3 separate regions of the Mus musculus genome follow, and regions 1 and 3 are each linked to region 2. Evidence: chromatin contacts called from public Hi-C and Micro-C data. All regions are on one chromosome and are shown on one strand. Each heading gives the region's core, a stretch centred on a gene start, on an enhancer-like site or on the middle of the called end of the contact. The rest is flanking DNA. Distances are from core to core; before and after follow the strand shown.

Region 1 (2,700 bases), core at 199-2,698, 130 kb before region 2:
AGTGCCCGGGCCTTGGCCTAGTTAACTAGTATATTAGTGTGTTTACAGGACCACTGGGTATCTTCTCCCTCCTGAAATTCTGAGAAGACCATTCTAATAAATATGTTCTGGCTCAGCGCCCCACTCTCCTCTTACACCCTCTCTTCTCTCCTCTCCCCCCTCAGAAATCTGCTCCCCTCTTTTCAACCAGTCTCTCTTCCTTTTCTTCCTTGAGAACGTACCCCCCCACACACACTCATTCCACATTGTAACCCAGTACTCCAGGAAGATTGTCTTAGTGTGCTTCCCATTGCTATGATAAAATATTGGCCAAAAACCGACCTGGGGAAAAAGGGTTCATTTCATCTGACAACTCTCAGGTTAACCTCCATCGCTGAGGAAAGTCATGGCAGGAACCCAAGGCAGGAACCTGGAGGTGGGAACTGAAGCAGAGGCTTGCTCGCTGCCTGCTGACTTGCTCCTTGTGGCTAGCTTGGCTTACTTTTCAATGCAACTCAGGGCCACCTACCCAGGGTGGCACCACCCACAGTGGGCTGGGCCCTCCCATGTCAATCATTAAGGAAGAAAATACCTGACAGGCCATTTATTGGGGACATTCTATCAACTGAGGATACCATGTGTATATTCTCTAATAAAGTCTGTTTTTACTTTTTCAGCCCACTTTTTAATTGCATTTCCCCCTTATTGTTGCATTTACAATGTTCTTGATCTTCATGGCTCCAAGTTCTGCATCCAGGTTCAATCAACTGCAGACTATAATATTCTGGAGAAATATCTGTGCTGAATACGCAGACCTTGTCATTCCCTAGAAAACAGAGGACATAGAATTTACATTGGATTAGCTATTTTAAGTGCCCTGGAGATGACTTAAAGTACACAGGAGGTTATATAGACACGAACTAAGCCATTTTTATGTAAGCGTCTTGAGCCCCATAGATTCTGGAATCCTTAGAGGAGGGATCCTGGAGTCAATCCCTAACATACACTGAGGCACTGTGTATTCTGGATAAGTCCTTATTAATTAAGTGGGAGCATTCTTTGAAAACTAGTCACCCTTACTTAGCAAGGAGCATGGCCTAGCAACTGGACCAGCAAACTGGGAAGCATAACACAGGGGAAAAAAAAAATAGTTCCAAGGCTTTAGGGACAGGGGGCACCTGGAAAGCTCTCAGAGGCAGCAAGAGCTCTCTAGGCTCCCGAAGCTTTGGCCCAGGTAGGGTTCCGTGACCCGCAGGCAGCAGGCGGGCAGAGGACACTTTAGCCCAACCCACCTAAGTTTCCGGGGAGAGGGGAAGATTTCAGGTAGGAGCCTGCGAGGAGCTGAAGCAGAGGCCCGCGGGGAGGAAGTAGTACTGTGGGCCCCGCCCACGAGGCCCGCCCTCTGTGGCTGACCCGGAAGCGGTTGTGCGTAACCCTGTACGGCACCGCTCTCTTTTCCGGTCGGCGTGTTTCTGGATCGGAGCGTCTTCCGCAGCCCGGCCTTCACCATGAGCGTCCCGGCCTTCATCGATATCAGCGAGGAAGACCAGGTGCACGATGCTGGGCCCTCGGGGCAACGGGTGCGGGGGATTCCCGGGACGGAGCCCGTGAGGGGGAGCGCGCTCTCCTGACCTGGGTCTCGGCGCGTGCGCGGCCGAGGGTCCGGATGCGGGCCCGGTGGGCGCCAGGGCTCGTCCGCAGTCGTCGATGACGACCCAGAACTTTTCGGGGACAGGGACCAGCGTCTGCTAAGTTCGCGTGTGGCCCGCAGGAGCAACTTTGAGCGTGTGAATGCGGGCCTTCCGCGGCCACAGGCGACGGTGGCATGCATTTTACTAGTTGGCTCGCGTTTTCTGTTCCCAGGCGGCTGGGAGGCAGGAGCATCTGGCGGGCCATCCTGGACACTTTGAAGTTCACTAATTGGGGTTTACACCTGGGTGTACAGGACAGATGGCTTCTCCTTTTTCTGTAACAGGAGGTTAATTGTTGGGATGACAGTCTTTTAATTTTCTACAACCCAAACTGTTCTTCGTGAGCATGCATACGCTTTTATAATACCCACTGACAGAAACTTGGGGTTCCATATGTTACACAGGAGAAGAAAGGAAGTTATGCACACATAGAAAGATGCCGCATTAAGAGTATTTGACAGCAGAGGAAGCTAGAGTTCCCAGGCATTGACTAGTATTTACCAAAAAGGTACTTCAGGCCAGGGGCTGAATAGAGCCTTGGCATTGGCCATATTGTAGAGTGTCTTGTTGTCAGCAAGAATGATATAAAAACATTAAACTTAACTAATTCTTAGAAAAAGATTTGTAAAGCAGGAAGTGAACAAATGCTTTCTTTACATCTTGGTTAGATTATATATTTGTGTCATAAAGAAAAAGAATGATTTCTGCTGTTATTTTGCTTTTTCTAATATGACACTTGAGTTTTCAAAATATCTTTTTTATAATACCATGCCATCTTCTGTATAAAATTACTATGCTATTGTTTGGAAAAATAATTCCATCAGACCTAAGGGTTTGTTAGGTTTCTGAGGTCACCAAACACATTTGTGGGATTAAAAATGTTGGTTATTTTCCCCAAGGCTCTTTTGGCTTTGTCCAGACAATTTGACATCCGTGCTTTTTCTTTCCCCAACCCCCTTCTTGTTTTGATATTTGGGAAGTGTTTCACTATGGCTTGTTAAACCTTGGCTGGCCAGGAACCTGTAGAGAT
Region 2 (2,700 bases), core at 68-2,567:
TGTGGTTGCTGGGATTTGAACTCTGGGACCCTTGGAAGAGCAGTCAGTGCTCTTAACCGCTGAGCCATCTCTCCAGCCCCCAATGAATGACTCTTAAGGGACTCCACATGGTTGAAACAGAAGGTAGCAATTAAATACAGGATCCCATAAATTCTTTGACAGTTCACACTCACTTTTTTTGAAAATTCTACATGAGGTAGAAGATCGGAATTATGTATGAATAATTTAAGCCCATAATTCAATTCAGCATTATAGGGATTAAGAAGACAGTTTTTTGTTTTGTTGTGTGTTTTTTTTTTTTTTTTTTGTTTTGGTTTGGTTTGGTTTTGGTTGGGCGGGGATGTAATTTTTGTTTGTTGTTATTTTTCAAGACAGGGTTTCTGTATAGCCCTGGCTGTCCTCGAACTAAGCCTTTAAACCAGGCTGGCCTGGAACATACATCCACCTGCCTCTGCCTCCAGAGTGCTGGGATTAAAGATGTTTGCCACCACTGCTTGGCTGAAGACAGAAATTTTATTCCCAGCAAATTTCCAATTAAATCTGTCTGTAAAAAACACACATGAAGAATAAATAATACTGTCAAATTCCTGCATTCTGAGGCTCAGGCAGGAGGATAAAAGATTTGGACGTCCTCCTGCATTACATACAAATCAAGACCTTAACTCAAAATCTGACAGAATAAAATTACCAGAAGAAATACGGAAAATCTAAAAATTTCTTTGAATATTTACATACTTCCATGATTTATAATTTTTGCCCTATACTTGAACTGTTCTGTAAAGTAATACCCACCAATTTACTAAGTTTTTTAAATGTGACAAAATGCCAGGCAGTGGTGGCGCACTCCTTTAATCCCAGCATTTGGGAGGCAGAGGCAGGAGGATTTCTGAGTTCGAAGCCAGCCTGGTCTACAGAGTGAGTTCCAGGACAGCCAGGACTACACAGAGAAACCCTGTCTCTGAGCAGTCGACTCCGTCAAAACTTTTGACAAGGGTGTCCAACATTATAACACTGTATTCATAACGTAAACGTGGGTCAAACAAAAGCAAGCACCCTAAAGCACACAACCCTATTAAGAAAACGCAAGCATCGTATTACCAACCAGCAGACCTGATGGGTGGCGGCCGAGGTGGAAGTCTAGACCCACCTGAAGGAGACTTGAGGGCGACCAGGCCTGGGGAAGTCAGCACGAGGATTTGGTGGGACACCTGAGGTCCAGGGCGACCTTGGTAAGAAACTGGGTGAAAATATTAGAGCGACCTCAAACAGCGCTCAACGCAATGCCTGATTTACCTCAGCGAAGACCGCTCAGTGCTCAGCACTTCCGGGTCATCTTCCCCTACCCAAAGGCGCTTCCGGTTTTCAGTCCGCATTTGTGCGGCTACATTTAAGGAATTGGAGCGGACGTATGTTAGTTTTTCTTTTTCAAGACAGGGCTCTTCTTTGTAGCCCTGTTTGTTATGAAACTCACTCTGCAGACCAGGCTGGCCTCGAAAACGGAGATCTGCCTACCTCTGCCTCCTGAGCGCTGGGAAGACCACCACTGCCGCCCTGCGTATTATTTGGAGGCGGGGGAGGGGTGTTGGGACAGTGTCTTACTATGTAGCCTTGGCTACCTGAAACTCACAGAGATCCGCCTACCTGTACCTACATCCAAAGTGCTGGAATTAAAGGACTATGCCACCATGTTCTGTTATGTTCATTTTAAATAGTCTTTGGAACAATTTAAAAGCAAACAATAACAAAAAAATACCAACCAGTGTTATTGATTAGGAACAACGAACGCTGTAAGAATAAGAAGGAGGAGGTGCCTATCCATTTAATACCTTATGATTTTGGATGTTTGATGTTCATGAATATGTTATTCATCAAGAAGACAATGTAGTTTTTTGTTTATTTGTTTTTTAAGCGAAATATTACATAGAAAAGGAAATGTAGGGAGCAACAAGATGGCTCTGCAGGTGAAGTCACCTGCTACCAGACCTGACGACCTCTTAGTTCTATCACTCGTTGTCCTCTTATCGCTTCCTGTGCCAGGGAGAAGGGAACAGGAAACAGGGAGGGGGTAGAAGAAGAGAAGGGATGGGGGAAGGAGAGACAGAGATAATTTTTAACTTTAGAGAAAAAGAAATTCTAATCTTATTGATTGCACCTCTTCTCTATTCTGAAACCTAACACGATGGTTCACAGGTGAGAACTCATTCCATACAACTATTAATACAGTATGTTCCAGGCCTACAGAGCTTATCCATGCTACCAAAATCTGAAAGGACTCTGACATGCATAGGGTACACAAATACACATACAAGTCAAAACGCTTATATACACAAAATAATACCAAAAAAACCTGCTTTGTAAAGCTCTCTGTTTCACATTGCTATCAAATCTAGAAGTGTTTGGCTGTTACCATCCTCTTCTAATAATTCCTATCCACATTTCTCCAGGTTATCTCCAGGATCCCAGGCCTGAGTGTTGTAAGCTAGCTTCCTGTTCTCTAAGCTTTACATTTTCAAATTAGGACTATGTGTACTTGCCTTAAACTCTGTTTGATTTTTTTTTTTCTTTTAGTCAATCAGAGAACACAGAAAACAACTATCCTCATAGCTTCTCAAGGAATTATAAGTCAAAGTAAAAAGTTATAACATGGGATAACTGTATTTTTTTCAGTCATTCAGACCTGATAAATAAGTATAATTATTC
Region 3 (2,700 bases), core at 71-2,570, 220 kb before region 2:
CAGAAAGCGGATATGGATTTAGATCTTGTATGTCTCAAATGACTTTAGCCTTCTCGTCACTGGTGTCTGACTGGCTTGATTATTACAGAGCAGCAATTGTTGTTACTTGGGCTTTGAAGATGTTGTTCTTTGTGCTTCTGCATCTATTGTTGGCTTTCAGAAATCTAAAGCCATCCTTTGCATCAAGCCCACAAGTGGAACTAGTATTTTCTCTCAGGAATTTGATAAGACCCTCTCTTTAGGAATCCTCCAAATGGCCAAACTGAATCCCCATGATTATTTTCAAAGATATTTGCATATTTAATGAATGATCTCAACCAAATTTTAAATGACAATTTATAGAATCAGAAAAAGAATCACTAATTTTAAAAGTAAGCCGCTTTCTCTTATGCAGTATTTGACTCAATCTAACATAAGAATCAGGGTTTTCACTGTTGTTGTTCTGTGTTTTGTTTAATTTCAGTTTATTTATAACAAGATTTTATTATACAGCCCAGGCTGGTATCACAGTCAAAACTCTTCTGCCTCCACCTCTCAAGTATAGGGATCATAAACCTGTCCCATCACACCTGACATAAGTATGACATTTTAAATTCCATTTTAAAATTCGATTTTTGAGCAAATGATGTTAAAGACAAATATAAAACAATTCACAACTGAAGGCTCATTCAAAGGTTTTTGGTTTTTTTTTTTTTTTGTTTTTTGTTTTGTTTGTTTTGTTTTTCAAGACAGGATTTTTCTGTGTAGCCCTGGCTTTCCTGGAACTCACTTTGTAGAGCAGGCTGGCCTCGAACTCAGAAATTCGCCTGCCTCTGCCTCCCAAGTGCTGGGATTAAAGGCGTGCGCCACCACCGCCCAGCTCAAAGTTTATTTCTTCTCAGGAGTTAAAATGCCCCGGGTTATTCTGTGTCCCTAAAAATAAGGTCCTAGGTTAACTCTGAACAGTGAGTGTGTTTTCATAACAGTGGGAAATCACAATCTCTTAAAAACAAACGAACACACACACACACACACACACACACACAAACAGGCCTATCAGATACTTCTCTTAGCAGAATGGTGTGCTTTCTTCCAGATGATCTTATTGTTGTCCATAAAGATAGCAGATCTGGGAGGAAAGGTTGCCCTCTTCTGGGACTCGCCATCCAGTGCACTGTGGCCCTGGCACAGAGTAACTGGTGACAGAGACTCTTTTGTGAGCTGTAACCTTGTAACGGAGCCAGAGTTGGTTGGCAGGCTATGATTTCCACGGTCCGCTAAACAGCAAGAGATGAGCCTGGCTCTGGGCCACAGATGCAGGCAGCAAGCCCTGCTCCCGTCTACTTGCTGCTGCCTTGACTTCTGATACTTAAACAATGGAAATGAAACCACCACAGTGCGGAGAGAACAATGGTGTTTTGACAAATGGAACAAAGACAGACTCTGACAGACTATTCAGGTCAGAAAAAAAATTAAGGCAAAGACTTAGGACCTTCTGCCTCCTGCCAAGAAGCCTGTGTGTGTGGGGGGGGGGGAGGCTGGCCCAGGCAAAATGGTCGAACTGGGGTCCTGGCAAGATGGTCCACCTGCTTCCTGGTGGTCTTTTGGATTCAACAGTTTTGTTAAATATTGTTTCTCTTATTAATTTTTTAACATTTATTTTATTTTTATGTTCATTGGTGATTTGCCTGTATGTGTATGAGGGTTTTAGGTCCCCTGCAATCGGAGTATCAGACAGGTGTGAGCTGTCATGTGGGTGCCAGGAATTGAACCCAGGTCCTCTGGAAGAGCAGCCAGTGCTCTTAACCACTGAGCCATCTTTCCAGCCTTAAACATTTATTTTATTGTGTCTGTGTCTAAAACTGGGTACATACTTGTTGTTGTGGGTCTGTGAGGCCAGAGGACAACTTGACCAGAGTCACTACTGTCCATAAAGGACATAAAGGTCGCACGGCTTGAACTCTTACTGCTGGGCACACTTTCCTCTGAGAACCCTTGCCAGCCCTTATTTTAGGACTTTAAACACAATCATAGTAAAATATGAATACTTGGGCCCATACAACCACAACACCTCAGAGATTTAAGAAGAAAGAGATTGTGAGACTTATGGGAAAAATGTTCTTTGTCTTTTTGGAGATGTCCTAAAATGGTTCCAATAGAGTTATGGCCAGGAAGCTGGTACAGACTAAGAAACCTCTTGCTACCCTGTCTCTTGTGAGACTATGCCGGGGCCTAGCAAACACAGAAGTGGATGCTCACAGTCACCTAATGGATGGATCACAGGGCTCCCAATGGAGGAGCTAGAGAAAGTACCCAAGGAGCTAAAGGGATCTGCAACCCTATAGGTGGAACAACATTATGAACTAACCAGTACCCCGGAGCTCTTGACTCTAGCTGCATATGTATAAAAAGATGGCCTAGTTGGCCATCACTGGAAAGAGAGGCCCATTGGACACGCAAAATTTATATGCCCCAGTACAGGGGAACCAAAAAGGCCAAAAAGGCCAAAAAGGCCAAAAAGGGGGAGTGGGTGGGTAGGGGAGTGGGGGTGGGTGGGTATGGGGGACTTTTGGTATAGCATTGGAAATGTAAATGAGCTAAATACCTAATAAAAAATTAAAAAAAAAAAAAAGAAACCTCTTGCTACCCTTTTGAGACTAGTAGTCCTCTTAAAGATGGAAATTGGGAAGCATTCATTTGTGACCTTGAAATGTCATATAT

The links. Hi-C and Micro-C count contacts between places; a contact is called where the count stands out from the background.
Region 1: a Micro-C map of embryonic stem cells shows a contact between it and region 2, with 4 times the contacts expected there. The contact joins the promoter of Eif3m here to the promoter of Ccdc73 in region 2. A contact is called at or near these places in 9 of 39 promoter capture datasets (the 3T3-L1 cell line, 3T3-L1-derived adipocytes, cranial neural crest and 5 more), 11 of 484 Hi-C or Micro-C datasets (the AtT-20 cell line, Sertoli cells, cardiomyocytes and 5 more), 3 of 115 datasets of contacts at active chromatin or transcription factors (T-cell acute lymphoblastic leukemia, bone marrow-derived macrophages and stem cell-derived neural progenitor cells) and 4 of 9 other capture datasets (adipose tissue, liver, macrophages and 1 more).
Region 3: a contact with region 2 is called in a Hi-C map of uterus, with 4 times the contacts expected there. The contact joins the enhancer-like site here to the promoter of Ccdc73 in region 2. A contact is called at or near these places in 11 of 39 promoter capture datasets (the 3T3-L1 cell line, 3T3-L1-derived adipocytes, the HPC-7 cell line and 6 more), 8 of 484 Hi-C or Micro-C datasets (the AML12 cell line, the HL-1 cell line, LSK cells and 5 more) and 1 of 9 other capture datasets (liver).

The regions. Positions count from the first base shown.
Region 1 is chr2:105,015,775-105,018,474 of GRCm38.p6, reverse strand. It overlaps Eif3m (eukaryotic translation initiation factor 3, subunit M), which reads left to right and starts at 1,448. Exons shown (of 11, transcript NM_145380.2): 1 at 1,448-1,529. The coding sequence starts at 1,488. It overlaps Gm38521 (predicted gene, 38521), which reads right to left and starts at 1,354. Exons shown (of 2, transcript NR_165821.1): 1 at 1,272-1,354; 2 at 1-805.
Region 2 is chr2:104,884,941-104,887,640 of GRCm38.p6, reverse strand. Ccdc73 (coiled-coil domain containing 73) reads right to left here and starts at 1,317. Exons shown (of 18, transcript NM_177600.4): 1 at 1,148-1,317.
Region 3 is chr2:105,107,536-105,110,235 of GRCm38.p6, reverse strand. All of the region lies in intron 1 of Wt1os (Wilms tumor 1 homolog, opposite strand), which reads left to right. Among named protein-coding and RNA genes, the nearest start is that of Wt1os, 18 kb to the left of the region's middle. Within about 2 kb of position 1,320, at least 66 of the 459 cell types and tissues checked have an H3K27ac peak or open chromatin away from gene starts, as enhancers often do. A contact at or near this core is called in uterus, where this site is marked.